Linked DNA regions of Mus musculus: all the other regions are linked to region 1. The links are chromatin contacts, called in public promoter capture Hi-C maps. All regions are on one chromosome and are shown on one strand. Each heading gives the region's core, a stretch centred on a gene start, on an enhancer-like site or on the middle of the called end of the contact. The rest is flanking DNA. Distances are from core to core; before and after follow the strand shown. Region 1 holds the start of Coro1c (coronin, actin binding protein 1C). Region 2 holds the start of Cit (citron). Region 3 holds the start of Gcn1 (GCN1 activator of EIF2AK4). Region 4 holds the start of Rnf10 (ring finger protein 10). Region 5 holds the start of Mlec (malectin).

Region 1 (2,525 bases), core at 11-2,510:
CGGACAGACAGGAATATGAACTACCATTTGCCTTCACACCCGAGAAGGAGGCAGGAAGCAACTACTTGTACTTCATCATGTTCTTCCCTCTACTAGCAGGCCCTGGTGTCAGGGTGCTGCCAGACAAGGACAATAAGACGCTTTATTATATAGGGTGACTAAGAGCCTCGCAAGTACTGTTTTAGAATATAATCCCGGTAGGGAAGGCCACGGGATGGGAGTACAATTATTTCGTGCCAACCATTTCCAAAACTAAACATATTGTGGCCCTGCGAATAAGCACGCTCTGCGGTCAATTCTCTTTCAAATGCTTACAGGAAGCAATTCCGGGAGAGACGAACAACTTGCAATTTGCTTCTCACTCTGAATCCCACGACCGAAATGTGTAGAGCAAGCCGTTCTGACACCACAAAACAAGGGCAGCCTACATGAAGGCCAAATATAGGATGTGATTCTAAACCACGACGGAGAGAAAGCCTGCATTTCCTTTTCCAGCCTGCAAAAAAAAACCCTTTGAACACTCCCAAAAAAGGACGTCGGGGCCGGCACCTCCCTCCGGGAGGAAGCCCCTTTCTTCTCCGAAAGCCCTGCAGCCGGCTACTTCCCCCCAGCTCATTCACATCACTGGAGATAGATAGGGCTGCTGTGCGTACGCCCGCCGGGGGACCGGCGGCAGAGCTGGGCTGGGCGTCCCCACCCTCCACCTCTGATGTCATCCTAGCCATCTCGGCGCGGCTGAGCCCCACCTGCCCCGCGGGTCACTAGGTTCCGCACCCGGGACAGGGTTCCTCCTCCAGGCCACGCCACTGCAGCCCGCCCCCGCCCCAGGTCTTCAGGGTCCAGGAGGCCATGCACTGCGAGCCAGGCGGAGCCCCGCCCGGGCGCGCCCCGCACACCGGGGGTCCCCCGCGGACCCAGCCCCACGTGAGCGCTCGGCCGCAGGCTCTTCGCAGCGCTCAGACACCGCCTCACGGCTGCCGGGCCCACGGCTGCCCGCAGACGGCCATTCCCCAGCCGCAGCGCCCGGGGCATGCGCGTGCGCCCCGCACCACTCGGCGCCGCCGGCTCCTGTCAGCCGAGAGCTTCACACGCGGGGTCCCGGAGGCCGGCCCGCCCGCCCCGGGCTCGCTCCGGAGCTGCCCCGTCCTGAGCGCGCGCTGCTTACCAGAGCCCGGGTGCCTGAGGCGCCGCCGAAGTCCCTGCTGCAAAGCCCCGCGAAGCCTCCAACCGCTGCCGCCTCCCGCCTGGCACTGAGCGCCGCGCGGGGGAGGGGCGCGGCCGCCGCTGCCCAGGCCTTCGCGCGCGCGGGCCCCGCCCCCGCGCCGGGGCCGCGCCCAACCAGCGCCGCCGAACCACGCTTCACCACGCCCACTTCCGGAAGGTCCCGGTTAGATGCCCGGCTCTCCTTAGAGCGCCCCCTGTGGTGGCGCGGGGAGGTGCAAGGAGACTCGGAGCCCACGCCCGCTTTCCGGGGCACTTGAATGGCCGGGTGGCCACGCCCACGGGCTCCTTCCAGCCCCACCCAGGTCTTTAGAACCAGAGCGGGCGTTCTTAAGCTCCACCCACGGCCCTGCAGAGCCTCTCTATGAGGATGGTCGTTTGAGCGCATCTAACTGCCCACCGAGTCCGTGAGCAGGGCTTGGTTTCCCCCCGCCCCCAAAACCTAGCTTCCCCCAGTTGAGCGCCGCAAATCCCCGCTCGGATTTCCTGAAGACCCGGGGAACCTATGATCATCCTATTTGCTGTACCTCAAGCCCCGCCCACAGCCCTGAGCGTACTTAAACCGTAAGCCCCGCCCCAAGTTCTTAGCCCCACCTCCATCAGGGCTGGTTCAACCCTCTCACCCACGCTCTCTCCCACTACTCTCCAGGGCAGGGTGGCAACCCTTGGGCTGGACCACACCTATGAGAGAGAGCTAAGGAGAAGCAATGAAGACTCCCTGGCTAAAGTCCCTCCATATGAGCACGTGGATATGTGTCCTAGCCCTGTTACTCTCAAATGAAGTGACCCAGGGACCATTTCACTCACCTCTTTGGATTTCAGTTTCCTAATCTTGAGTGTAAGGTTATCCCACTATTAGCCAAAGCCCCTTCAGAAATATCAAGCTTTGAAATACCAAGATCTAAGGAAACTGCGTCCAGAGATCTGGGCCAGCTGAGGGGTTGGGCCATTTATTTCCCAAAGCAAGGCATCTTTACAATTCGCAGAGGGATGAATTTTCACTTTGTTTTAGCCTCAGAGATGTCCAGGAATCTGTGGTCGGCATTCAGTGGTAGAACCCCTGAATTCTTGTTGCAGGAATTAAGATAAACTGCCACCTCAAAACAGAAGGCACACGCCTTTAGTCCCAACACTGAGGAGGCTGAGGCAGGTGGATCTCCGTCAGTAGTTCCAGGCCAGCCTGGTCTACATACTGAGTTCCAGGACATCCAGGGATATGTAAAGAAACTCTGTCTCTAAATAAGTAAATAAAATAAAATTAGGCAAAGTGTGTGTGTGTGTGTGTGTGTGTGTGTGTGTGTGTG
Region 2 (2,525 bases), core at 16-2,515, 1.9 Mb after region 1:
TTAGACAACACTATTTCGAGCTCGCTCTCTAGAATGCGTTTCACGGTTACATAATTTAGAAAAGCTATTCCTAGTAGTCATAGAGTGCAGAGAGCCTCACTCAGTGTTAGCAAATACTACACTCCTTTTTCGAGATTGCCCCTTCACAGGTCAGTTTACACCCTACCCTTGTGTGAATGTAAACAGCGCCGCCTCTTCACAAACACCTTCCCCCACATTGCTAACGAGGCTGGGCACTTTCCACACACTGATGGCCACTGGGTTTTCTCATTGAGAGAAGGGGGCGGTCTAGTGATCCTGGCTTAAATTTACTTGAACATATCTTTGTGGTGAGACCTCACGATCTTGCTGCGGCTCAACCCAAAGGTACAAGGCAGGCAGGCTGGAGTGGGTTCCGATTACTCCTCTGCCTCAGCTGTACCGCACAGCTTCCTGATTCCCCCCCACGTAACCCCGGCGCCTACGTTAGGCGTGGGCGATGGCTCAATTGAGTGCATTCCTGCAGAGGGCTGGAGTTTGTTTCCTAGCATCCTTATCTGAGGCAGGCAGTTCGGGCAGAGCTCCCCGCAGGAGCTCGGACAGAAATGGACAGCGCCGCAGACTCCGCAGGGGACCCCATCTCCAAACACAGCATCCTGCCAACCGCCAATTTCAAACTTCCCAGCCCAACCCCGCCTGGATTCCTTTGCCCTCTTTCTATTGGTCGCTAGTCAAAGGAAGAGACAATGTGATTGGCTTTTCCATTTCACTTCCTCTAGCCCTCCGAGATCTGGGCGGGTCCTGGTGGAGACCCCCGCTGTCCATCAGTAGATGGCGAGCGCTGATTGGTTGAGGCACGGCCGAGACCTGCCCACGTCGTTTCCTTCAAACGTTGGGGCGGGAGACTCAGGGCGGAGCGGAGCGGGGCGAATGTAAGCCGGGGGTCTGCGGAGTGTGAGTCCAGTTTGTGTGTGTGTCTGTTGGGGGATTGGAGAGGCTCTGGGCGGGGGGCAGTCCCCTTTCCCAGGTCTCCCTGGTCGACCCCGTTCATACAGAGCCCACTTTCCCACCCAAGGCCTCAGGATAGCGGGGGGAGGGGGCTCCTGAGGGTCTGCTGCGGCTGCAGCATGGGTGTGCTGGGGGTAGCCCGGGGTCTGTGGGTGCAGCCCTGGGGGCGGGACAATGGGTTCAACCCAGTGTCTCTGGTTCGTCCTTGGGGTGTCCTGGGGGAAGCCTGGGGTCTGGGGCAGGAGTTGTTGTTAGTGTCTCTGGGTGTGCTGCCGGAGGACCTCAGGGCCCCTTAAAGAGGACCCATTCCCCTGTAGACCAGTCTCTGTCCCCTGCAAGCTTTACCTGCATTCTTGCCCATGGCGCTTCCCATTTTCTGTGTGATCTTATCTCCCTCACTTAATCTCTCTGTTCCTGTGTCTTCATTCTATGAGCTGGACTGAGGCCTTGGGTGGGAAAGTGGGCTCTGTATTCTATTCCGTGCCTAACCCAGCGCCTCCTTCTTGTGTCTTTCTCCCTCTCTAGCCTATCTGGTCAGTCAGGCAACCGATCTTCCTCAGGATCATTGATCTCTGTACCCTCCAGGGGCAGTGAACCTTCCTTTCCCTGGGATAATCCTCAAGGCTCACTGATCAAACCCTTTGGGCTTGGTTCACAGGTTAGGTCTATGTAGCTACGCGACATCAGATATTTGTGTTCGTCAGGGTTTTCTAGGGGAAAAGAGCTGGTAGAATGGAAAAGTGGAGATTTATTAGGCTGCAGTCTGCTAGTCCACCAATGGCTGGTAGTTCTTTTGGAAATGATTTATTTCCATCCCTTATGTGTATGAGTACCTTTGGCCTTCCTGTGTCTGTGCCCCATGTGCCGTGGAGGCTGGTCGCCACCTCCTCATCCTGATCTCTTTAGGGAGACACGACTCTGCCAAGCCCTTCCTGCCTTCAATGTCAGTACCCGCTTGACTTTCCCCAGTGTTCCTTCGGCGTTGGCGGAGAGATGTTGAAGTTCAAGTATGGTGTGCGGAACCCGCCGGAGGCCAGTGCCTCCGAGCCCATTGCCAGTCGGGCCTCCAGGCTAAATCTCTTCTTCCAGGTAAGCAGCTGCCAGCCAGCGATGCACACCCGTGTCTGCTGTGGTAGCCGTCTTTGGTTGTATTATGGACAGAGACTGGTATTCTTAGGGTAATCCTGTTTGTTCTTTTACATGTCCTGCCTGAGCTGGACTGAGGTGCCACTGTGCTGATGATTACGTACGTGGCTGGACGTGCCCCAGGGGAGTCCCCTCATTTCTCATACTCCACACTTTTTTTTTTTAAGATTTATTTATTATTATATGTAAGTACACTGTAACTGATTTAAGACACACCAGAAGAGGGCATCAGATCTCATTACAGGTGGTTGCTGGGATTTGAACTTAGGACCTCTGGAAGAGCAGTCAGTGCTCTTACCCGCTGAGCCATCTCGCCAGCCCATACTCCACACTTTTAAACTTTTGCTTCTTTCAATGGAAGAAACCAAAATTGTCTCTAGGGTGTATTTGTG
Region 3 (2,525 bases), core at 10-2,509, 1.7 Mb after region 1:
CGTGGTTTAAGGACTGAAGTCTGAGAGGGCCTGAGATGGTGATACTGAGCTATGGCAAGGAGTATCCAGGTGAGTGGTGATTGAACTCGGGCCTGATTGTGCCTTTTGAGATGAGGATTGGTGTAGAAGTTGATCTGCCTCAGCCTTCTGCCTGCAGTAATTGAGTCACTGCTGTGTGTTTAGTAATGAAGTTATACTTGTGTTTGTGTAGTTTAGATGTGTAGTTGAGTTTCCACGTGCTGGCTAAAGTTTTTTCTTGGTAGATTAAGTCTTGAATACAGGGGCAGTTAATAACTAGCCACTAAGGTGTGCATGTAGGGTTGCTTTGATGTACTAATCGGGGGTGCAAACTAGAATAACTTGCTATGTAAAAAGCTGCTGCAAGAGCTAAAATACTGCCTGTGCATCACAGGTAACTAGACAAAAAGTTACCCTAGAATTGCAACCTCTAACCCGATAGTAGTTTGATGTTGGTTCATATAGGCATTCAGTAAGTGTTAAGTCTGAAAAGCTGAGGATTTAAAAAATGGGCTCTAACAAGTAGGTGAATACTGTATCAAATGCAATGCCCTATTGCTATCATTAACCTTGTGACGTCACTATACATCTATGTGTGTGTATATATATATTTTTTTTTCTTCTCCCTCCCTCACCCCCCAGGGTTTCTCTGTGTAGCCCTGGCTGTCCTGGAACTCACTTTAGACCAGGCTGGCCTTAAATCCGCCTACCTCTGCCTTCCGAGTGCTGGGATTAAAGGCGTGCGACACCACGCCCGGCCCCCCATCTGTATAGTTGCCACTGCTGAGGGCCAAGAAGCCTGGAGACCGCATTCTCCAAGCACACTCTTGAGTTATAGTAAAAATTCAATAATTGTCCTAAGACATCGAACTCTTCCTCAACCCTGTCCCTAGCTGTCTGCAGTTGAGGCTCCCAGCAGGTCACGCAATTCCCGGGTCATCCCTGCATCCCTCCCGCGTACCTCACCATCACCTGTTCTAACCTCCAAGCCTCTTGGGCCTGAGACTAGTCTTTGGGTTCATTCCTGGGGCCTAGGAAACAGCACGATGGGGGGTGTCGGTGCTGGACCCGGGATCCCCCCAAGGATGCCAGAGCTGCAGGGCGCTGTCCGGGGGAGGCCGAATCGAGGAGATCCCGCGCCCAGGGGCTGCAGAGCACGACCTGCGGCCGCCCTCCCGCCCGGGGGCGCCAGGCCTCGCCTTGCCGCGTGGGCCCTGCTGTGACCCGGAAGCGCTCCGGAAGCGGTTCCGGACTGGGCGCCGGCAGGATGGCGGCGGACACGCAGGTGAGGCGGGCGGCTGCGGCGGCCAACGCGGCGGGCGGCGGGGACCGGACCCGGAGCGCGGGCAGTGGGGCGGCGGGATTGCCCGGGCGGAGGCTGCGGCGCCCACGGCCGCGGAGGGCGCAGACGGAAGCGGCGGCGCGGGGGAAGGGGGCGGCGGCTGCTCGCGGCTCGAGGCTCCGGCCGGCCTGGGCGAGCAGAGCGACCCTGGACTCGAGCATCTTGCCATCCGCTTGGCTTCGGGGTAGCGGGTGCCGTGCTGGGGCTGTGCGGGTCCCGGCGGTGGCAGAGCTTACACTCGGCGTCGGCTACGGTTCTCCGGAGCCCGCGGGGCGATGCAGAGGCCCCCCGACTCTGTGCCCACACTCGGAGCGTAGCCTTTTTATGTCCATACGGGTTCGGAGTTGAGCCTCCGCTCGTTGGTTTCGTCAAGGCGTTGGATCAATGACATCACCCCTCAGGGTCTCGGTCCTTTTAACATTTGGTGGTGGTGATAATACCGATATCCTATGTTATTTTATGGGAAGATGTATTGAGACAAAATAGTAGGGTCCCATGTGGGTTTGCTGGGTGTTAACTGGGTCCTGGGTGAGATCTCAAAATGTCTTCACCTGCGAAGAGTCGTGACACCGTTGTGCGTTCACACCTGTGGGTACCTTGCAGTTCAGGGAGGCGTTGAGGCTACCCCCTTCTCCATCTCAGCCTCTTTTGTAGCCTCGTGGAAGGATGAAATAATAAATAAGAAACATAATTTTTTTTTCTCTCCATGTCTCCATCCCACCCTCCCTTTTCAAAAATGTAGATCAAGGCCAGGTAGTGGTGGCGCGGTGGTGGCACGTCTCTAATCCCAGCACTTGGAAGGCAGAGGCAGGTGGATCTCTGAGTGCCAGTCCAGCCTGGTCTACAGAGGGAGTTCCAGGCAGACATGGGTACACACACACACACAAAACCCCTGTCTTGAGAAACAAACAAATTAAAAATATATATATATAGTGAGTTGGCTTTGAACTTGTAGCCATCTTGCCTGTGGCTTCTTAATGGGTGGGTGGGGGGCTTACCCTGCCTGGCAGGAACGTATTTAAAAAACAGTTTGAGTCTCTGGGGTGAGATTAATTGATTTTTATGTTTGATCCTCAAGGCCCGCCAAAGAGGAGCCATTTAACCTGATCATTAAAAAGATGCTTTGCAAGGGTCTTCAGTAAAAGGGTTTGGTAATTTGTTTAGA
Region 4 (2,525 bases), core at 14-2,513, 1.4 Mb after region 1:
ACACCATGAAAGCCAAGCCCATATAACCTACCGCACACAAACAGGCATAATATTTAGGCAAAAAGTTGTCAAGTACTCTAAGCGCTTAGCCCATTTACTTAATAGTGTGTATTAGCAAACTCAAGGACTGAACCTAAATGAACTGAATGCAGGGTCTGCATGCTTTACTATCACGCCGAGCAACGCCATCCCAACATGAGTCCTCTTAAACAGAGGAGCAGACCCGGTGCCAGATTTAAGTCTGAAAATCCTCGGGCCTCACCCTCTCTTATTCAAACTTGAATGCCACCCAAAGCTAATCCGACACTAGAAGAGAAAACAAAGTCAATTGTTTTAGAGCCTGGACCGACGGTGAGTCACACAAAGCCAGGTCTTGAGGCCTTCTGTGAGGTGCTTGCCACCTGGATGACCTTAACCCTTTCCAAAATCTCAGATCCCTCATCTGCAAAATGGGGCTAAGAATAGCGCCTACTTCAGCCAGCTGTTTTGAATATGAATGCAAGGGCCCAAATTAACCACGCAGCGCAGATCGGCTTAACCGTAAATACTGGATGTCAGTGCAAGCGGAAGGTGGGTCGTTTGTCCCTCCTCCCCCAAGTGACCCGGCAGACCCGCCGGCTCTTACCACTCTTGGGTTTAGACTCGCCGGCCGGCCCCGCCGAGGCGGAGCGGGGCGGCTGTTGCCCTTTGCTGCTGCCCGAGGAGGCGGAGGAGCTGTTGGAGCCGCTGTTCTTGTCCATGTCGGAGGCGGTGGCGGCGGCGCTGGGGGAGCTCTGCGGCATCAAAGGGGGCCTCGGCGGCGACGGCGGTCGGAGCGGAGCGGGCGCGGCGGGGACCCAGGCTCATGGCGTTCAGGGCCGGCGGGGGTCGGCGGCGGCAGCGGTTCTCGGCCTTCATGGCGACATTTTTCCTTGTTTCCTTCCTCAGCTTCTCAAAATGGAAGGAGAAGCGGCAAGGTGGGGTTGTGGGGCCCAGAGGCGGCGGTGACCGAAGAGGAGGACGAGGACGAGGAGGAGGAGGAGGAGGAGGCCGGGGCTCGGAGGTCCGGGCCGGGCCTGGCGGGGCAGAGGCTGCGGGGGAAAGGGAGGCGCGGGAGGGTCGCGAGCCCCGCCGGCCGGCCGGACACGCTCTCCCGCCGCGGGGCAGGAGAGAGGGCTGGCTGTCTCGGTGCCGGGGACCGGGGTCTCCGACACAGCGACCGACACTCGCCTCTGGGCCGAGGCCGAGCTGCTCCGGGAATGGCGACGAGTCGCCAAACAGCATCTCCAAGAACCCGGATGGACTATTTATATAGTTGCCAGGCGGGCGTGGTGCATTCTGGGAAGTGTAGTCTTTTACCTACATCCGGGTCCTAGGGGAGGGACCGCTTGTGCCTGCCAATGCTTTTTTTCTCTCTTCCCTGTTCGAGGTTTCTTTTCCTTCCCGCCTCCCTAGCGGGTTCCTTCTTTTTGAGACAATGTTTCATTTTGTAGTCCTAACGGGACCTGAACTCTTTGTGTGCAACAGTCTGGCTTCCAATTCACAGATATTCCTCGCCAGTGCTTGGATTTTTTTCTTTTTTTAAAAAAAAGATGTGTGGGTGTCTGGCCTCCTACAATACCAAGCAAACACGTGGTATACAGACATACTCATATAGACAAAACACCCATACACAAAATTTTTTAGAAAACCAAGTGGAGTGTGATGGCCCACCTGCAATTCCGGTGCACCGGAGACAAGAGATCTGGAAATTCCCAGAACAAACTGGCTAGCCAGACTAGCTCAAATGGTGAGTCTACCTAGCCATTCTGTGAAGAATGTGGAGAGTCTTGGAGGAAAACACTCAATGGCAGCCTCAGAACTCCATGTACACCTGTGCATACGTGTAAGATTTTTCATACACGTATGCATGCCACATTCATATATAAAGATCGGTAAGAAGCAACATTCGAAACACCAACAAAGAGAAACAACATAGTACAGTTAAGTAAGGAGATGCTAATCAAACACGTTTCAATAGAAAAGCATCCCAGCTTGAGAGGGATAAAAGAGGACTTCTTAGAAATGCTGTGTCATGTGACACACACAGGACGAATGGAATTTGGGGGGGGGGGGCTGTTAGGGATCAAATCCAGAGCTCCATGCTCACAATCTAGTTTTCTACCTCTAAGCTACTACCTCATCTAGCCGATGAGTGGAATTTTAGCAATCGTGTATGTAGGAGAACTAGAGTGGCTCATGCCTGTATCACTAATACTCAAGAAGCAGAGACAGAAGACGGATGCCAGTGGTGCACATCTTTAATCTCAGCACTCAGGAGGCAGATGCAGGTGGATCTCTGAGTTCAAGGCCAGCCTGGTCTACAGAGCAAGTTTCAGGTCAGCTGGGGCTACACAGAAAAACCTTGTCTCAAAAAAATAAATAAATAAACAGAGACAGGAAGTGCAGAGTGTAAGGCTAGCATGTGCTACATAGTGAGACCATGTTCCTTATAAGAGAGAAAAAGAATAAAAGCAGACAGTGTAGTGTAGTCACAGGGCCCTTGC
Region 5 (2,525 bases), core at 12-2,511, 1.2 Mb after region 1:
CCCAGCTAGTTAAGTTAAAAAAAAAAAAAAAAGTTTGTCTACTGTGTCTAGAGACTGCCCAGGAACCTGTATTTTTAACCATCTGTTCTCAAAAATTCTCATTTGGCCGTTGTGAACCTGTATTTTTAACCATCTGCCCTCAAAATTCTCATTTGGCCGTTGTGAACTGTGAAACTCTGTAAAACCCACTTTCCCCCTAAGCTGGGATCAAACGTCTTACGATCACCCGGGGGTCACACTCAAACCTTACACAGGTTGACCTCATAGGCAGGATGGGCTGCGATATACCGACACCCGTCGGGTGGCTTTGACTTTTAAGCATACAAATTCCAAAGGAGGGGAGGGGAGGGGTGCCACAGTCAAACTTTCCCGTACTATTCCCCCTTCGAAGACTCCCTGCCGTTCTGGCGAAGAATCAAGCCTCAGTCCCGGGCTTGGAAGGGGCACGGAAAACGGCGGGTGATCTGTAGGGTGGGCAAAGCATCTCCTGGAAACCGTCGCGATGGATGGCAGAGCAGCGGAGTCGATGACCTCCAACCTGCGAGGCCTCCAGGCGCCAGGCAAAAGGCCACCCTTGCCTTTTACATTCCCAGCTTGGGTGGGATGAGGGGCTGGGGCAAGGTAAAATGAGAAAGGGTCTAAATATAAACTTCTCGCCAACTCTATGCCTCGATGGCTCTTGGAAGCTTCCAGTCAGGGCTAGGCCCTGGGTCCTGGCCAGGTCCCTGGAGGGTGGGGGGTTGGGGGGCTGGGGGTAGGTTCACTGCAGAGAGAAACTTCGTTCCAAGGCTGTGGTCTCCCGGCTGGAGAGGAAGGGGTTCGAGGCCCGCAGCTGCGCCCTGCTCCCAGGCTGCGGACCCCCCCAGGCTCGGCCGGAGGGGCTCTCACCTCGGCCCACCCGGCCTTCCAGAGGGTCCTTGCGGAAGTGGATCCCGTGCACGTCCACATGCGCCTCGCCGCCTGCGTTCACTGCCCAGATGACGCTCTCCGGCAGTCCGGCCCCGGCGGCGCCGACCACGCCGAGCCCCGGACCCCGGAGCTTCGGTCCCAGCAGCAGCAGCAACAGAAGCAGCCGGAGAAGCGCCACAGCGGTTCCCTCGGCTCCCCGGGGCCTCAGCATGGCGGCCACCACGGCGGGGGCAGCCCCTGCCGACCCTCGTCCTCGGCCGGCCGCCCCCAACTCAGGAGAACAGCGCAGCGGACCGTTCTGCCTCGGCAACCCGGGACATGTCGCTCTCAGGGCCTCCTCCTCCTCCTCCTCCACCTCCTCGGCCTTGGGGCGCCGCCTCCCACCTCGGGAGCAACCTACCCCGACGCCCAGCCCTCAGCCCGGAGCGCCTCAGCCAATCAGAGGGAGGCCCTCATGAATTACCCACCACCCCGCCGAGAGCGGCCGCGCCATTGGCTGGTGCGTCCGGGGAGGGGAGTGGCCGCGCCTAGGCTCCGGCCCAACCACGGGGCACGAGAAGGAGCGCGCGCCCAGGGAGGGAGTTCGGTTGAAGCGGCGGTTCCATGCGGAAGTGGCGGGTGCAGCGCCCAGGCCGCCCCGGAATCCCACAGTCGACTGGGAAAGGTGGCCTGGGCCGGGGAAGGTTTAGAGAAGGGCGCACTGACACGTCGCCAACACTTCCGGTGCTCTAGAGCTGGGGACCGAGTCAGCTCAGAAGGGGGCGTTGCCGCCTTTTCCATCCCTCCTCCTTCAACTCAGAAAGCAAGAGCCCAGGCTCTTGCAAGCCGAGCGATGGTTTGTCCCCGGGTGGAGCATCGGGGCCCGTCTCTCCCTTGGATGCCATGTGAACAGGTGGCGGGACACGCGAGTCCCGCGAGGATACGGTCCCCACCGTCACCCCTTAGCAGGCGCTTGGTGTGTGGTAGCGTCCAGGAGGCCGTCCAATCAGAATGCTCCAACGCAGCGGAAACGCGTGGCTGTTAGGGGGAGGGGGCTCCAGGGTGCCTGCGTCTCCATGGCGACGGTCCCTGGCGGGCCTGGAAACCTAAGTGGAGCTAGGGGCTTCCTCCTCCTCCTCCTGCTGGGGACCACTGGCACGACCCGAGCTCCCTGCTTTGGCATTTCACACAGCGCTCTTCTGCGTTATTGTCCATGCCCTTGGGTATCTGCCTCAACTCCCATTTTTCCGACCCAGCCAAGCGGGGGAAGTGGAATCATTTGTTCCATAAGTACTTATCCTGTCCATACAGATAATGCGGACAAAACATGGAAAGCCCGGTTGAATTTGATTTTTGAGGTTCAGAAAAAGGAACATAAAACAACTCTGGGCGCGCTGACGCCAGGTGACGCGTGCCTGTATTCTCAGAGGTTAAAGCAGGATGATTACCGGGAGTTTTAAAAGGCCAGCTTGAGCTCCAAGAGTGCGATCCTGTCTCTATAACAATAAATAGGAGGCTGGAAAGATGGCTCGGTGTCTAGAGCGCTAGCTGCTTTGGCAGAGAACATGGGTTTTTTTACCCCCAGTCCCCTTAAGGCTGCTAAGGATGTGGGGGCCCAAAGGCCAGGAGGTCGTGGC

The links. Promoter capture Hi-C pulls out the DNA fragments that hold promoters and counts their contacts.
Region 2: a contact with region 1 is called in a promoter capture Hi-C map of pre-B cells, with 3 times the contacts expected there. The contact joins the promoter of Cit here to the promoter of Coro1c in region 1. A contact is called at or near these places in 2 of 39 promoter capture datasets (liver and pre-B cells).
Region 3: a contact with region 1 is called in a promoter capture Hi-C map of pre-B cells, with 5 times the contacts expected there. The contact joins the promoter of Gcn1 here to the promoter of Coro1c in region 1. A contact is called at or near these places in 2 of 39 promoter capture datasets (liver and pre-B cells).
Region 4: a promoter capture Hi-C map of liver shows a contact between it and region 1, with 3 times the contacts expected there. The contact joins the promoter of Rnf10 here to the promoter of Coro1c in region 1.
Region 5: a contact with region 1 is called in a promoter capture Hi-C map of liver, with 4 times the contacts expected there. The contact joins the promoter of Mlec here to the promoter of Coro1c in region 1.

The regions. Positions count from the first base shown.
Region 1 is chr5:113,907,446-113,909,970 of GRCm38.p6, forward strand. It overlaps Coro1c (coronin, actin binding protein 1C), which reads right to left and starts at 1,261. Exons shown (of 11, transcript NM_011779.3): 1 at 1,166-1,261.
Region 2 is chr5:115,844,391-115,846,915 of GRCm38.p6, forward strand. It overlaps Cit (citron), which reads left to right and starts at 1,266. Exons shown (of 47, transcript NM_007708.3): 1 at 1,266-2,076. The coding sequence starts at 1,981.
Region 3 is chr5:115,564,004-115,566,528 of GRCm38.p6, forward strand. Gcn1 (GCN1 activator of EIF2AK4) reads left to right here and starts at 1,260. Exons shown (of 58, transcript NM_172719.2): 1 at 1,260-1,303. The coding sequence starts at 1,286.
Region 4 is chr5:115,271,632-115,274,156 of GRCm38.p6, forward strand. It overlaps Rnf10 (ring finger protein 10), which reads right to left and starts at 1,264. Exons shown (of 17, transcript NM_016698.2): 1 at 626-1,264. The coding sequence starts at 782.
Region 5 is chr5:115,156,915-115,159,439 of GRCm38.p6, forward strand. Mlec (malectin) reads right to left here and starts at 1,262. Exons shown (of 5, transcript NM_175403.3): 1 at 889-1,262. The coding sequence starts at 1,120.